Regions from separate parts of the Drosophila melanogaster genome. Here region 1 is linked to region 2. A link is a contact called in public Hi-C data. All regions are on one chromosome and are shown on one strand. The core of a region is the stretch at or near the end of the contact, and the rest is flanking DNA. Distances in the headings are between cores, read along the strand shown. Region 1 overlaps REPTOR (Repressed by TOR). Region 2 overlaps KrT95D (Krueppel target at 95D).

The links. Hi-C and Micro-C count contacts between places; a contact is called where the count stands out from the background.
Region 1: a Hi-C map of the Kc167 cell line shows a contact between it and region 2, with 2.4 times the contacts expected there. A contact is called at or near these places in 3 of 107 Hi-C or Micro-C datasets (the Kc167 cell line and the S2 cell line) and 1 of 7 datasets of targeted methods (the Kc167 cell line).

Annotation. Positions count from the first base shown.
Region 1 is chr3R:24,562,424-24,568,206 of dm6, reverse strand. REPTOR (Repressed by TOR) reads left to right here. Exons shown (of 5, transcript NM_170151.2): 3 at 5,265-5,783. The coding sequence starts at 5,365. Among named protein-coding and RNA genes, the nearest start is that of snRNA:U6:96Ac, 8.1 kb to the right of the region's middle.
Region 2 is chr3R:24,012,227-24,018,584 of dm6, reverse strand. It overlaps KrT95D (Krueppel target at 95D), which reads left to right. Exons shown (of 11, transcript NM_170110.4): 3 at 4,957-5,289; 4 at 5,355-5,602. Among named protein-coding and RNA genes, the nearest start is that of KrT95D, 16 kb to the left of the region's middle.

The DNA.
Region 1 (5,783 bases), core at 1,132-3,631, 550 kb before region 2:
TTATAACAATTAGTAAGAACAACAAAGCATTAGCAAAACTTAAGTTGCATTTATTATCGCGACTATGCCTCTATAAGCTTTCCACTTTCAGCCTTTCTACGCGATTCTCAAAGTTGTAGCTTAGACACGTTGTGGCAAGTGTAACTTTGTAAAAGTTTCCATTGGTTTGCAAAGTTCATGAGGGTTCAAAATATTTTGAACCTTTCTATGCGATTCTCAAAGTCTTGCTTAAGCTATGGAAATTTAGTTTCATATGCAAATCGAAACGATTCTTATATACTAACCTAGATCTCTCACCTCCAACGGCTACGTTTATTTGCACTTTCCTGAGTTCGCTGATCGGTGTCTTGTCCCGCTCTTTCTCTTCCAATCAATACAACAATTTACAATTTGCGTCAGCTGTTTGTATAAGAAGTATTAATGTATAAAACAAAAAGCAAAACAAAAATCGAACGCGACAGAGCGTGTTATATCATCAATTGCCAGACATTCGCTATGCTATGCTAAACATTCCGGCATATGAATACTAAATAAACGATAGAATCGAATGCCCGACACCTAGCATGCACACAATTGGGTACACTGAAAAAATCGGGATATTTCTAGTGCAGACAGTGAAAAATCAATTATCTGTTGGCGTACATACTATTAATTCAGTTGCATCTTTAGGTTGGTCTTACTTATAGCATTTTGATACATTTTTCTGATGACTAATACAATTTTTTTTCGGTGTACCTATTTATTTTTATGTGCTTCCTCCTAAACGGGGGCACTAAAAATAAATCGGAGGAACTTGCACTTGGCTCTGCGGCTACCTCAACATAAATTTGTTTATCATTGTGTGGGTGGCTTTGAGTGGTTGTGTGTAATGGATGCATGCAAAAATTGCGTGTTCCTAAAATTAGAGCAAAGTGTGAGCAACAACACAAAGACAAAGGTAAAAGTGACTTGCACAAATTGCTAAACAAAGAAATGGCTATCGTAGTATGCAAGACATACAGAAAAGGGATTTCATTGTTACAATAAAGTCACTAAAAGTAAGATTTATTCGAGGATACAATCAGTTCACAGAAGCCACAACTAGTCAATATTTGTGCTATATTAACTATAGTGGGTAAAGAAACCCATTTTACAGGGCTATTAAAAACCCCCCATGACTAAGCCACTGGGTAAAGACTTTTGCCAGAAAGAAGGGGAATATCAAAGCAAAAGAGACAGACGGTGAGTGGGGAAAACTGCATGCAGTGGAAACATGTGACGCTCGATGACGAATGTTGACAATAACAAACCAGAGAGCGATGAAAAGGGCAAAAGGAAAAGTTATAGAGCACCTATAGCACCCTAAACACCGCAAACCCCCCGCATCATGGCATTGATCACTGCCACTGACCCATTGATAATGCGGAACGGAAGTGCTCCCGATCAGCGATTCTCTGCCTTGCTCTCTTCAGCCTTTGTTTTCACTTTAACTTTTGGTTAGTTGTTTTTGTTTTGAGCTAGTCTGCGTTGCAATCTGAACTTATCATCACTATCACCGACTATGAAATACAAATTTATAATGCAGGCTCGTCTGTTTCGAATTAATCAGCAAATTTAATCAATTTTAATTTAATACGAAATTCAGAGTGAGACAAGCAAGTTCACAATTCAAAACATTGGTTTTAATATTGTAATATAGTCTATTTTGAAAAATTCAAATGTTTAGAAAATTGCATCAATTAATATGGTAATAAATTTAATCTTTAAATTTGTGATTAGATCGATATCAAAGAAAAAGCAGATCATAAGAATTTTGGATAGCAAAACATTTTATTACTCATTCGTAAGTTGACAAGTTTGAGCAAACGTGGCGTATGAGTAATTTTGGCCAGAAATTAAGTTATTCCTTGATTTCGTAGGAATTTTCATTTCTTCATCAGTCGTTCTTGGACTTCGGTTCCCCAATCTTGCAAATATACCCTCAGAACGCTCCACAACACTTTGAGATACATGTGTAAATAAATATAAATGTATGTATGTACATATAGCGCAATCAACAAGCACATGAAATCCCACACTCACGCAAGCGTACACAAATCTAGTATAAATTCTGGCGAAATGTAAAAGCTTCCATTTTGTTATTGTAAGCTAGAGGCGGCAACAAAAACGACAACACACAAAACTCGTCAGTCAGGCGCAAAGCTACAAAAAGCTTCATATTATATATTATCTACAGAGCACAAGCACTACACAAGCCTATATAAATAACTAGAGTCTACGAAGATGGCGACAAAAGCAAATAGACGGAAAACATATGTTGCTCAGATCCAGAGTAGGGGAGAGAGCGAGAGAGCAGGAGAGCGCCCACGCTCTCGCAAAAGCTTATTATTATTTACAAGCGTCGCGTTTTGTTTACAACTCTGCAGATTGCTTTCCTGTATCTGTATGTGTAAGTGAGGCGAGTGGAAAACAAAGGCAACTCTGCGATAAATTATACATTCAAAACAAAATATAAAAAATAAACAGTTTTGACCTTGGGTTTGCTTAAAATTCGTGCTCACTCTTTGGCTCTCTCTTGCTCTCTCTGTCACTTAATTTGTTGATAGCAAGCCACGCTAACAGTATATTTTCTGGAAAGTTAGCTGCTTTCCTCAATAATTGTTAATATTAGTGCATTATTTCATGTTGTGTTGAAATAAACTGGTTCGTCCGATCCAGACATGTGTTCATAATATCGCTTAATTTTAATTTATTTGCGGTTACTTTTTATTTTCATTTCCCTTTCGTTATTCTGAATTAGTCACATAACGTGCACATTGGTCACGCCTCAAACTGGAGATGTGTACTTTACCCCCAGAACTGGTATTACCTTCCAAATGCTCTTCACGTGCATCCCACTCGGTTTTAATTAGTTTACATTGCCAGTGGAGAAGATACAGTAGATGTTCCCTAAATAAGCCATCGCTAGGTTCTAATATAGTGGTATATTACCCTTACAGGGGTTTGAGGACCCTAAGAACTTGAAACTTAAAGATACAAATAGTCAGGATATTGTACTTACATATGTATGTATATAGTATATACACTCGGTTTTCTGTCCACAATATCATATGCTTTGGATCAGATGTTCGTCCATTTGCCCCTTTTTTCGCTGGCGTTGCTATCTCCACCAAACATTTCACGTTCATTAACTCGACGTATCGGTGTGTGTGGGGAATTTTTTAATGGTATTATTCATTATATATAAATGTGTGTTTATCTTTTATTGTGCGCTTCTCCAATGTTTGCTTGTCTTCTTCACTTTTTCGTACAATTCCACTTGGGGCCTTTTTTTGTTTCTGCTTTTTTTCGGCAGTCAATGTGTAATAAATTCTTTTTTATTCGCCCCTTTGCGTCTATTTCCATGTTTGATACTCGGTTTGGCGTGTATATATATGAATATATACATATATATAATATATAAGCGCCCCATTCGGGTTTTTGGTTCCTATGTTTTGGTGTTTGGTCGGTTCTCTCCGCATTTTTTTTTTTATTGTTTGGCCTTCAACGCGTTCAGCTACCTTTGACGAATATTAAACAATTTCAAGAGGAAATAGCAATAATGTAAAGCAGCCAGAGATACAAGCATATCACTTAGCAAAAGTAGCATTTGGTCTGGGCTTGCCTTGTATATCGAGAGGCTCCCCCGAAACAGTTCCCACCCCCTTTTTGCCAAACCATGCGAACACATCGTGTGACCTTCACGTCTTCGAACGGGGTATTACAAAGTTCAAATCGAAACTGCCGCATTGGTTAATGTAAAACAGGGGAGACCTTATCATCCGGAATGTGCTCACTTATCGGCTGTAATGGATGAAAGATAAGCCAATCAGGGGGATCACAATAGTGTTTGTTCTGGGTCGATATGCTATTGAATAATATGGGGGTAGCACTCTCGTTTATTGACGTGGCTGAGGGATTCTCTTAAACTATAGGAACTACTTTAGAATCTAAAGTAGATTTGATAACATTAAGCGGTCATTTATGATTATTGGAACTAACAAGCATCTTCAAGATGCATTGAAATCGACCTCACCAAGGCCATTTCCTCGAAATTTCCACAATGCACGGCGCATATTGTACCAAATCCCTTATACTAGATGCAGTTTTCCTTCCTGATTTATGAACATTAAATGGAAAACGAGAATTTTGTATTTTCATGTGTAAACAAACTAATTAATATTTATTATCGAGCCACCAAATGGAAAACAATAGCCGGTTCGGTTTCGCCCCTGAGAGGCCTTTCACCTGACCGAGAAGTGGTGTAGACTGAAAGAATCGAATCAAAACCGAAAATGACTTACTAATTTTGCAAAAAGTTCGCCATTTCTTGTTTCCCCTGCGATCCAGTATTGTTTTGATATTTTTTCTTTCATTTTTTTTTTGTTTTGCTGTTCTATTCGTTGTTTTGATGGGCAAAACAAAACTGTTGATGATTTCTCTGACTTTTTGCTTTCGAAAATTTGTTGTTCACCAAATCAGTTGAAAGTATAGGGTGTCGTCGGTAGGGGAAAAGAGGGGATCAGGCCTATCATTTGTTGTTTTTCCTACCTTTTGGCTCGCCTTAAAATCGGCGATAACCATAACAATAACAAACTTTGAATAGTGTTGAGTTGCCTTTCGGATTTGCAAATTCTTCAGGTTTCAAGAGATTACGTTTATCTGTTTAGTTTTCAGTGGTATACGAAGTTGTTTTGACTTCAGTTTATAAGTCAAAAGGGATAAGATAAATGATATGATGAATAGGGAAAGTCACAGTTCCTAAGAGAGACGACTAACTTAATTTAATCTTATCATGATTACTTAATTTACTCATGTAGCCCTGCCCATTCCCCATCACAACTGATGGAGCATAGCTATGGACAATATGGCAATGGACATATGACAAATATGTTTTTATTTATATTATCTATGCAATCACGTGTTGGTGCCGCCAACTTATGGACACGTGAGCCCATCAATTATAATCTTTTCTTGGGTTCGGCTTTGGCTTTGGTTCCGGCTAGATAGCAGCTGCATATGGGGTGCTTAGCATAAATGCCAACACCATCGGGGAATTGGGCTGAACTTAAAATGACCCATTGGAAAACCAGTAACTAGCCAATGAGATTGGAAGTGAGAATGCTGGCTACCATCAAGGTTGTCTGGTCAATATTAAAGTCATAATATATTCGTTTAATGAGCTGCCGTCTCTGCTTTCAATGCAACTGGTCTGATTCGCATTCGTTTTTCTTACCTACTTTCAGATACTACAAGATAAAGTCGGGCCTGGGCGCCCATCTAGAGAGGGAGAGGAAGAAGTAGCTATAATCCCAGACCACAGCGGGACTGCCCGCCATAGATACAATGACAGAGAATCAGCTGTATCCCATGTCATCGGAGTTCTTTGACACCGGCTCGAACAGCAGCAGCAACACACTTAAATACGATCTGTATTCCCTGGGCTCCACCGTTGTGGGGGCGGCGCTGCCCACGTTGACGATCAACACGGGCTACGGCAGCAGCAGCAGCAACAATAACAACACTAATAACAACAATAACAACAGCAGTAGTCACAGCAGCAGCAGCAACTGCTCCACCAGCACCACAAATACCTGTAATGTAATGCTAAGTACAACGGCCATAACAATACCACGCAGCAGCAACCACAACCAGATCCATCATCATCCGTATCAGCAGTCCGATTTGCAGACACCGCGCCATCATCCCAGTCCTCTACACACGTTGCCCAGCATGACCCATCAGCAAAATCAGCTTCAGCAGCA
Region 2 (6,358 bases), core at 580-3,079:
CAGGGCCTGCGTGATTCTCGCATAAATTAACTAAGCACCCCGATCGGGTCCCCTCTGGTACCCAATGGTGCCCTCTGGTGTCGTGGCAAGTAGTTGGCATGCATAAGTAAGACTCACACTCCGGAAAACTTCGGATGGCAACGCATTCGGCATGCAGTTGATCAATAATGCAATGACCCAAGCCAGCGACAGACGGGCGCCAAGTAATGCCTAGGCTGGAAAGTTTCGGAGCCCTCTAATTAAACGCCCCCCAGAAGCCCCATCGTCCTGCCTCTTACTTCGCGGCCACTTCTGGCCACTCTCTGTGGCGCCACCCACACATCGGTTTTAACCGGTTTGGCTGTATCGTGCCTCAAATTCATTTAACCAGTGGCTCTAAACTAAAACCAGACCCCGCGCGTCCGTGACTCATGCTCACAATCCTTGCTGAAACTCAACCGAACGGCTGCCAGGCGAAATGGAAATGCAAAATATATATAAAAAGAAAGGACAACGAATAAAACACGCTTAAATGAAACCGTAAAAGTTGCCCATAAGTCGCGACAAAATGACATAAACTAGCTTAACTGATGGCGACCGTAGATGAGTTCGAGTTTGGGCAAATACCCTGGAGCATTTGGGTGTGTTTTTCTGTGGAGCCGCTAATTAATAATCATCATCAAAAAGAGCACAATACTAGAAACGCATGCATATTCTTCTTAGAAAACATGATTTAATTTCTTGCACCTAGAAGTGACTTTTTCTTACATGCATCACTCATACGCCGTGTGTCACTCTTAGGTATAACTCATTCGACCCGTGGCCCCATACTGGTTTACCCACTTGTGGTTATAATCGTACGGCAGCGATTTCCTGATTTGACGGGCTCTTTCGCAGCTTGACATCTTGTCAGCGAATGCGACCGCATGGGCCTGCTGTCCTTGGAACGAGGCGACTATCCAGCCAGGTCTCACTTTGTCTCCGGCTCGATCCATATGGTGGTCAAGTCAAGTCTTTGTTGTCTACGCAAGCCAGGCACTTGTCGTCGCTGCAGGAAATGCATAGTGCAATTTGCATACGACTCTATGGCGGCAGTTGAGCCATCCACTACGAGTCGCCCCCGCCGGCGGTGACTATCATTGTGAATCATATCATACATGCGCACATCATCCCGTCATCCCGTCTTCCCGTCATCCCATCGCACCGGGCCCATTCACACGGGCAGTAACTGGTCGCATGCGAATCTACGGATAAGTTAGCGGCGGAAACAAAACTGCAAATTAACATGTTAACAAAATAGCCAGTTAAAGTCGGTATTTTAGTCTGTTTTGCCTATCTATCCGTTTGTCTGGGGGTGTTAACAGCCGCCTCACGGCAACTCGCAACTTACAACAGCTAATCAACGAGAAAGCAAAAATGGAAATTGAAAATGGTAATGCTAAATATGTGATGAACGCGATCACGCAACCTGGGGCAACGTTTTTGCGCCCAGTGTCGTTTTATTACCGGAATTGTTGTCAAAGGTGCTACTTACGAATCACATCATACATTTTCACATAACCTGTGATGACCGCACAGAATTTTGTAGCACTTGCAATGTGATTATTTTACTTACTCCGCAGGAATTGTTCTGATGCTTTAATATTATTGTTTAAATTTTTCCGTCTTTGAATTACACACGAATTACGTTATGAATTATGAATAGTTTTACTATAGCTGTGTAGCATTATTTTGTAAATTTTGTTGATAAATTACTGGGACAATGAGCAGCCATTCATCAACATAAATTCACATTTATGCGGACACACTCGAAAATGTCAAGCAAAATATTTAGTCTTTATTGAGACTCTGGACCGGCGGAGATCAGTGCGATGTGATGCCCTCTCTTTCTTCAACTTGAATCTTGCGCCAGTGACACAGTTTCCGTCTCTTTCTGCTGTCTATGTCCGTCTTGCTTATACGCTCCTCACTTTGATTGAGGCGATTTGCGGACTCAATTTGTTTTTATGTAGCATTTTCATTTCGCTCATTTTTCCCCTCCTATTTTTCTGCACTAATCAGTTTCAATTTCCATTTTTTTCATATTTTATTTGTGCCATAAAAAGTGGGTGCACGGGGGTGTTAAAGCTTATCAAGTACACGCCCGCTATCGCACTCTATTTATACATGTACCTATAGTAGATGATTAAGTAATTAATACCAAAACTCTTGTCGAGTGCTTAACCGGGTAATTGGTCTGATTTCCAATTAAGTCAACTTATTATGGCGTTTTTTATGATCTTTTTGTGCCGCAGACAGTAGTTTGCTACTATTGAAGAAGATTGGATTATCCCCATGGATCAGCCAATCAATCCCCTAGGCCATAATTCATATTCATGTCCAATGTCCGTTGTCCGCTACCTCAATTGGTCATTTATCAAAGCTCCTTCCCAACAAAGAAAACATTGTTGGCGACTTGGGTACGATGAACTGGAAAGAAAAGATTGGATAGTCGGGGATGACGGGACGAGGAGGTACTCACGGAGATAAAGACGCGAATAAAGGCAACAGAAATATATAAGAAAATGCTTTCCGGCAGCATTCGACGTGTGTCATTCATGGGCACAGCTCACAAAAGAAAAAAAAAAAAAAAAACGCCATGACAATCAAAATGCTAAGAAAATAATGGTCAAAAACGTAATGCTAAAATTGTGAACGGACAAAAAGTAAAACTTACAGAACCCACAAGTTTAAACCTGAAGACGAAGCGTTGTTTGCTTTTCAAACTCGACCAGTCAATGACATTGCCCAGACGAAAACAAATATCAAATGCAATAAAGCTAAATAAACCAAAATCAAAGGCAAAATCGAATAATGTAAAGGCGACGAGAACAAGCGAAACGCGCCCCTCGATTTCTTATAAACATTTAAAAATACACCCAAGTCGTCGGGGAACAACAATAAAATGTCAACTTATTTTTAACAAACAATGCGAACATGCCATGTCAAGTGCACGCAAATCAAATTGAATGGAAACCAGTGTTCTTTGGCGGTAATATGGGGGTTCCGATCCAATCGAAGTGACATACATACATCGTTAGTCATACGAACACTCATTTCTAATGCTGATCACATTTGGTAGTTAAAAATGAAATACTGTACTGATCTACGTGATAGGTTTGGTGATTTATTTACGCCACTTGGGAAGAGCTGTCCAAATGCGGAAATATAGTAGAAATATTCGAGCAACTTAATATTAATAGGATTTTTATGGGTTGTTATTGGGTGCTTTTACAAATTTGAGGATCCATTCGCGAATTGTCATCGACTATGAGAAATGTTATTTCGGTAATATGTCCATTTATTACCAATTGTTACAGTATCAACAATATTGTTTTCTTTCATTCACTTTACTGATAGACTTGTCCCACTTTTTCTGTCATAACCATAACCAAGTCATTGAATTCTTTGAATTGCGTGAACTGTCTGTTCGACTTGCCTTATAAGTGCTGTTCCTGTCTCTTCACCCAGTGACCACCTCGTTCAACTCCCCCTTTAATGAAATTTGCATGGGGCAACAAAACGAATGTTTTGAATTATTAATTAAGTAATTAATTGCGCGTTGTCGACGACTACGCATTCATTCGAACTTGGCCCCCCTCGTGCATTCCATTCCAAGCGCTTTCATTTTGCAGTTGCACAGCAAGAAAATGGTATAATAAATCAAATGTAACTAAATAAATGCTATTGAATTTTTCATCTACGTAAATACTTACATATTTTATAATAAGCTTACATCATTTAAAATAGTTGTATTGTTACCTTTTGAATAGCCATCAAAGCGTATTTGAATTTATTTACTCTGTTTCGCTGATGGGTGGTCAAGGGAATTCAATAAGCGACTACCATTGTCCGGCAATCAATGGCTGGCCATAGTTTCGACCTGATCCCGTCCACCATCTGCATCAGTCCATCGCCCATCGGGCGTCCAATCATTGTCCATTGTCGAGTCATCCGCTGGCTGTCTGCTTAGTCAGCTCCATTTGCATATCTTTCACACCCCACCAAGCCGGATATCTTTATCGTACTGTATCGTGTCGATGATGATGACGATGATGCACCCGTGCTCCAAGATCACCCAAACTCCACCCAACGGCGTCGTCCATCCTCGCTGATTTAAGCAGATGATGAGTGAGCAGTGAGCAGTGAGCGGGTCCAACAAAAGATGTCCGGAGTACGTAATCTCCTGCACTGCAAAGCGGCATTACCGAGCAGAAATTAATCAGGAAATAAATTATTTATACTCATACTCGTACAATCTGGACTTTGTCTTGTGCTGCCAAAAACGTTAAAAAATGAGATTTCTGTTGGGTTGCCCGGCTGGTTGCTTTGTGACAGTGCAAAAAAAAAAAAAAAAAGAAAAACGAAAACTGAAATCCAATTTCCTTTATGGCTTAGTTATAAGCGATTATAATGGCCATTACATCTGACTTTGCTCAAAATGAGAGTGGGATATTTCCTTTGAAAATCGCACGAGAGAAAACTTTAATTTTAATGTCTTTCCCCTGCACTCACTCTTTATCGAACTCAATTCGGCACATGCATGTGTTTTTCTCCATTTTCATTTGCTTTTCCTTCAGTTTCCATTATACAACATTTTTGTTTTCTACTTGATTGCATTTTACTTTTGATTTTTCTGCATCGCTTTCCAGGCCTTGCATCGAAAAATCTCTTGGCGTGAAATTGTTTTTTTCGCTTAGATTTCGATGATCGATTGTTCAGTGCATTGGAAATGCATTTAACGAGCTCTTTTCATTTTCTTCCTTTTTTATTTTTGGCCATCTTTACTTGATTTCTTAAAACGATTTTAAAGAGTGTTTAGTTCTAATCTTTAATTCTCACTGCAAACTTCTCAATATCACAACTACCTCCTTTTACCCTTTTCCTGTATCGATTTAATACTAATCCAGGATGTTTTCCCAATTGCATTTTTTCCAGACTCTGTTCGCTGACAATAACACGTCTGTCCATCCTGACTCCGCTGCCCGGTGACACCACCTCCTTATCGCTCGCGGTGAAGATGCAGAGCTCCAAGAGGACGCTGCGCAGCCACGAGATTCCCATCAACGGCCTGGCCCTGACTTCATCCGCCTCCCTGCAGGGCAACTCGCCGATGTCGGTGGCCGGAGGAGTTGGAGGTGGTGGTGTTGGCACTCCGGGTAGTGTGGGCACTGGAGGCGGACTGGGCGTGGCTGTGCCCTTGACAGAAACCGAGCTGGACTTGCACTTCAGTCTGCAGTATCCGCACTTTATCAAGAGAGATGGCAATAGGTGGGTGTTGCATTACACAAAAAATATCCTTTGTATATTTTATATGCTCTCCTTGTCATCCGCAGACTGGTTATTTTACTGCAACGCCGCAAAAAATACAAATCACGCACCATTTTGGGCTATAAAACGCTGGCCGAGGGCATCATTCGCATGGACGCGGTGCTCCAGAAGTCGATGGACATGATCATCGAGCTCACCGCTTCCGGGAAGAATGGCAGACCTGGCACCGTGGTGGCCTGTCTGCGAGCAGAGCGCGTTTCTTCCATTCCAGTTGACCATGACAATAAGAACAACAACAGCGTCCTGCTGGCAGGTGAGTTTGACAAAATTCTGTGGATGTTTAAGTATCGCAGGAAACTGAATTCGGATGAGCAGATATTTTAAGTTCATTTGACTATGCAAACGATTCCAAAGTTCATACTATTCGATTTACTGTCGCATGACTAATGTCACATGCTTGATGGGCACATCCACACAGATGAGCATTCCCTTGAAACGGACTGAGCTAAAGAATTTATTGGTAAATTCATAAAACACGAATAAATGGACAAACGAGTCGCAGGCCCAGTCCAGATTAGAGATGTGCTAATGACGCAAACTGGGCAATTAATGACCCAAGTGGGGATGTGGAGGTGGCAGGAGATTGGAGCGCACCGACAGCTCCAGCACTCCATGACGGATGAGTGGCTGTCCTGAGATCAGATGATGCTCCCAATTTGAGCTGATGTTTATGGTAATTGCTTGTGAAACAATTCAAGGGGGACGAGGGCGAGATGGGCGTTGTAGGCGGAGTACTACGAGGTGCCCACGAGTGACGTCAGCGCACGCATTTCAGAATTTATGCCATGAATTTCCCCATGGCTGCGAATAGTAGGCCCCCACATGGCAACAACAGAAGCCTCATCCATGGCAATCTAATTGAAATTATTTTTCAGCTATTTCTGTTTGACAAGAGAATGGCGTGCGAACCGAAAAGAGCGAGCTCCGTCGAGAGGAAATTCAATTATGAAAATAGCGTTGAGCGAGTGGAAAACTCATTTACCATGCGGTTTCCCATCGGCAACATCTG